Linked DNA regions of Mus musculus: region 2 is linked to region 1. Evidence: chromatin contacts called from public Hi-C data. All regions are on one chromosome and are shown on one strand. The core of a region is the stretch at or near the end of the contact, and the rest is flanking DNA. Distances in the headings are between cores, read along the strand shown.

Region 1 (2,537 bases), core at 17-2,516:
TCCAGTGCGCTATCCTGGATGGTTGCTCTGTGAAGGCCACTGTGTAAATACGGGCACTTTGACTGGCTTTATTTCCTTTTGTCTCCAAACTCTGGGTCTCTATTTTTCCAAGAAGTTGTGGGAAGAGGCTCCTCACCTCGACTGACTCTGACGTGGAACCGTTTCTTGGGATGGTTCTGTTTATTAACTTTATCTCTGCTGCCAAAGGGGTGCTGAAAACCCCCAGCTTGCTAGGCTGCCTCCTTGGCTCCACCCCTCCTCCCAGTTTGGAACTTGACCCTTCTATTTATAACAGGCATGGTTTACTCCAGAGTCACAGCTGACCCCTCACTCCACCAGCCATCAAGACATTATGACTTAGAACCTAAGGAGGAAGGGCACGGTCCTCCCACCCCCTCACATGGCTGTTCCACATTACTGTTCTTGTGAGCCAGGACCTGATGAAGGCAGCATCAGAAGGGAAACTCCAGGCTTCTGACTCACCATTGTTCCACCACCCCACGCTTTGGTCCCATTTCTCCTCTTACTATCTGCTGCAGTCTGCATCTTCAGTGTTCTCCAGAGGTCCATGTGCGCTGCACACTGGGTCCCCAGTTTTGGGGCTACTGAGAAGCAGTGAAAACTTGGATTAGGTTGCTGGCAGTAGAAATCCTGGGACTCCGTTCCTTTCCTGTCTCTTTGTCTCCTGGCCACAATGAGATGAACAAGCCTTCTCTGCTGCAAGCTCTCACCAGCAGAAGCAACAGAGAGAGCCAAGTGCTCACACTCTGTAGCCAGTAGAAACAGACTTCTTAGCTGATTGTCTCCAGTAATTATTCGGTCTACAGCAAGCTGATTGATACATCTTATCCCATCACCCCTTTCTTCCTGAGTTTTCCAACTACCACACAGGCTATCTGCATGGGGCAACAGCAATAGTTCCATATTTGGTACTTAGGGTTGCCCAGGCATGCCTAAAAGGCAGAGCACAGCATTTAATGAAGAGAAAGATAACTGAACAGTACATATGATGTTACGCTTGGTCAAATGCAGGGTTGCTGATTTTAGAGTGTATGATCCCAACCCTAAGATAAACCGCCTCTCACCTACTGGTGGTCTGGAGTTAAGTGGCTACCTATCATAAACTTTTGAGTACCTGCACCTACCTTAATTCGATTTAAAGTGATTTCTAGCAGTGGAAAAAGTCATAGAAGTACTAATGTTGCCTCCAATCATAAAGAAAAGTCATGATGAATACACGCTAGAAGTCTGAAAGCAAAGATCTAACCATTTTCATCCTATTTCAGAGACACATTGGAATTCTACCTAGCGACCTCCTGGACCATGGTTAAGAACTGGTGGTCAGAGCAAGGGTGTTCAGAACAGAGAGAGATGTATATCCTTTCTGTAGCTGGGTGGCAGCAGTATCAACTTAGAAGCACTGCGAAGTCCCTGGAAATTAATCTCCAGTTAGTCTCCAGATTCTCCTGGAATTCCTCAAAGGTGATTGTTTGGATTTTCTCACAGCATCCGTCCAACAGCCCAGAGTGAGCTTCCCAAGCGTTTCTAACAGTCAATCCATTTATTATTAAACTGCCAATAAGAAATGCTCTCTACCGCTCTGTGAGTGCAAGAGGTAAGAGGTCGCATGTCCATCTTAGTGGTAGCGTGGATGCCCCCCCCCAGGCAGCAAGCTCAGGGAGACCATCTTAGCTCACGACCACAAAGCAGGCTGCCCAACAGCAGAAGTGCTCCCCAAATTGATAGAAGTTACATAGAGGACAACCTGGGGATGCTCTCAGAGCTGGTGCTGAGAGGTAGGAACGCTACAGCAAACCCATGTGATGAAGCCCAGTAGGTCAGTTACTTTAAAGTAGCTAATTTATAGGGTGTTTCCAATCCAAGGCTCTACCACATGTCTCCACAAACCCATTGCTGGGTGTGACAAAATGCATCAGCTTCGATGGCTCTAAGTTAGTGAGTCTCAGCCTTCCTAACACTGTGACCCTTTAACACAGTTCCTCATGGTGTGGCGATCCCCAACCATAAAATTATCTTTGTTGCTGCTTCTTAACTGTACTTCTTGCTACTGTTAGGAATCATAATGTAAGTATTTTTGGAGATGGGGGCTTGCCAAAGGGGTCACGACCCAAGTGCTGAGAATGAGTGCTCTAAAGTCATCAATGGGCAGAAGTGGAGGGGCCCTCAGGGACCAACTCATTCATGACCTTAACCCTGAGTTCAAAGACCCTTTGAAAGCAGCAGTTAGCCATGGATGGCTAGCCCCCGAGAGAGTGGCCAGAAGCACATTCCATATGTATACGATTCCAGGAGCTTCAGGAACCTTTTGAAGCACGTCCAGGTCAAAGACATTTGATGTCATTCCCTCCTCACTGTTCTTCATTCATAAATGATAAGGCAGGGACTGAGAAGTAGGGAGCCTTCGGATCACAGGCAGCCAAGCTGAGCACCAGTAACAGGGGCTCACTGTAGCCTAGGAAGGCACATGCTGAGGACGTGAACCTTAGGAGAGGCCAGACCACTAGAAATTGATTCTC
Region 2 (2,537 bases), core at 22-2,521, 84 kb after region 1:
TCAAACCAAGGGGCCTTAAATCCAGTCTATAGACCCCTTTATTTCATGAATCTCCTGACTCACGCAGGCCAGAGAAGGCTCTCTCACAGGAGTCGGCAAGGCAGGCCTGCACCCCATAGAAAACTGCCACACACAGTTCATACTGTAATCCAGGTCCTGGAGTTCTCCTCAGACCCCTGTAGCAGGGGCAGCTGCTCCAGAAAAGGCCAAAACTACACACTGCTTCAAGTTCTCGGCTTTTCTCATTCCTCGTGACACTAGGCAGAGGAACCCCGAGTTATGCAGGAGGGGCCCTGGGAGCACAGCCCTGAGCCGGTCTCCTTAATAAAGTCAGGCACACAAGCTCCTCTGGCCACTCCCCACGGACAGCCCAACTGACCAAACTCCCACCAGAGCTTCCATGGCATCTCACCCTGCCTTGCGGTCACCTTCCCAGGTCTGGGTAGTTAGGTGGGGAAACTTCTCAGCCCAGCTCATTTCTTTGTTGCAAAGCCATTTCTCTATCCCCCACCAGCCTTTTCTCTTAGGGTATTTGACCCATGGCTTCCCCAGGGAATGCCCCATCATGGGGTTTGCAGAAAAAGTCAGCCCATCCCTCTCTAAAAGTATACATCTGCCCTGCTGCCCATAGAGGACCCAGAGGACAATGCCACTGAATCCCTCCCTTCCCCTTGGTCACAGTCAGTCCCCAGTCCCCATTTGCTGTGGCATCTGCTGAGGTAGCAGGTGCTGGCCAGAAGGTTCTCTTCTGCTGCTGCTTCTCCACCTGTGCTCGCTTACCCACATGCAGACTTCAGCTCTGCTGGGCCAATTAAAACATTAACTCTTCAGAGGGAGGGCCCCTGGTCCTAAGGACCCAGATACGTTTCCTGAGCTGGCTTCATTTCTCTGAAGGTGGCAAGGAAGGTGAAGGACTGGGTGGGTCCTCAGGGAAGCTGCTTGGCATCCAGCTTCACTGCCAGAGGGCCACACACATATAGCCACACATCTATAGCTTACCCTGTGTAGATTTGGTATCTTCTTGCTCAGAGCAAATGGCCTGGATTGGGTGACCTCTAAAGGCAAGCGTTTAGTGATTCTATATGCCTCGACACAAATGTCCTCTTACCGGTCAAGAGTCGCTTGGGCTCGGTATGAGCACAGAGTATCAAAAGAGAAGAGCTGCTCCTTTGTAAACAGTATCTCGGCTAACCACTCAGGATCCTAAAGACGTTATCTCACGGACTCCGGTGCCTTGGAGCATCACCCACATGGCCAGGTCAGCAGCCTCTGTGAGCACAGATGTCTCCCTAATGACAGGGACTCACTGCCCAGCACTGCAGGCACATTGCACATACTCAGTATAGGTCTAAATACACTCGGAGAAACACGGTTGAGGCGAGCACACACTTATTAGATATTTTAGTTCTTCTCTATGCCTGACCTGTAGCTTTTCATTTAAAAACTGAGTTTCTGATAACTCTAATGTTGCTTCTGGAGGTAGCTGGCTTCCTGCCTCCAGCTACGCCATCGCTAGGCAGTCAAGAAAACTCAGGATGACCACTAGGTACAATGGCCTGACACATTCTCCTGGAGAGGTACCACTTGCTGACCGCTGAGAGCTCTTATTTCAGATGCACATAACCTTCCTCTAGTCTGTCTGCCACCAAGCACAACAAGAGAGCAAGCTAGTTCTTGTTTTGGCTCATGATCACTCTGCCCACTATCCAGGACTTCTCTTCCCATAGGGGACACATTGGGTGCATACTTAATCAAAGAAACTCAATTCATAGACATCCTAATTCTTCCCATTGGTCTCTCATGAGCAATGGAACTTCTAGAGGTCCTGTCACTCACAACACAGACCCTGAACAACAAGACCACAGAATGCATACCAGACGAGGTGATCAGTTGGTGATTTGAAATGGTTTTTTAGCAACAGGTGGTCACTGGAGTCACAGGGGAATTTAAAGAGATTCTTGATGCCCAGGTCATGTCTGTGGAGAGTCCAACTTAGTCAAGCAGTGTGATCTGAGTCCAGCCGCTCGGCCTGATCACAAGCTGGTTAGAAACGCGGACTATCCAGCTATGCCCAGAGCCACCAAGAACCTGTGGCCAATGAACGCTACAGGTGACCCGAAGCCAGATGGTCCAAATCAGACAGAGGGTCTGGTAATTCTTGTTTAAAGAGCCTGGATGGTTATAGGGCCTGACCACAGATCAGAAATATTAATGTAAAAAAAAAATCCCACAGGGTCGCTGTCAATAGCACCTGGCCATTGAATTACCAAGCTTTTCATGGTAAGACCAAAGGGGGACCATAGGGGACAAAGCAACCACTCAGGGTGCTGGCTCTGTGGACTCAATCTTCCTAAATCCCAGGGACAAACAAGTCACATTCATTTCTAGTGCAAAGTTTCTGTGGAAGTGTATTCTGCACAGAACTACCTCAGAGACAACCGTGAAAGCACAGATGTTTGGATCGCAGTCCTAATGTAAGAGGTTGACTCGGTTCTTGGCTCTTTCTCTCCCCTGAAGAAGCCAAGCGAGAAGGGGAT

Evidence for each region. Hi-C and Micro-C count contacts between places; a contact is called where the count stands out from the background.
Region 2: a Hi-C map of cerebellum shows a contact between it and region 1, with 1.9 times the contacts expected there. The contact joins the enhancer-like site here to the promoter of 1700080F18Rik in region 1. A contact is called at or near these places in 4 of 39 promoter capture datasets (the 3T3-L1 cell line, 3T3-L1-derived adipocytes, embryonic stem cells and 1 more) and 9 of 484 Hi-C or Micro-C datasets (the HL-1 cell line, the N1E-115 cell line, brain and 6 more).

Annotation. Positions count from the first base shown.
Region 1 is chr6:118,839,322-118,841,858 of GRCm38.p6, forward strand. 1700080F18Rik (a long non-coding RNA gene) reads left to right here and starts at 1,267. Exons shown (of 2, transcript XR_003956354.1): 1 at 1,267-2,537. All of the region lies in intron 3 of Cacna1c (calcium channel, voltage-dependent, L type, alpha 1C subunit), which reads right to left.
Region 2 is chr6:118,923,375-118,925,911 of GRCm38.p6, forward strand. All of the region lies in intron 3 of Cacna1c (calcium channel, voltage-dependent, L type, alpha 1C subunit), which reads right to left. Among named protein-coding and RNA genes, the nearest start is that of 4931430N09Rik, 44 kb to the left of the region's middle. Within about 2 kb of position 1,272, at least 13 of the 459 cell types and tissues checked have an H3K27ac peak or open chromatin away from gene starts, as enhancers often do. A contact at or near this core is called in cerebellum and cerebral cortex, where this site is marked.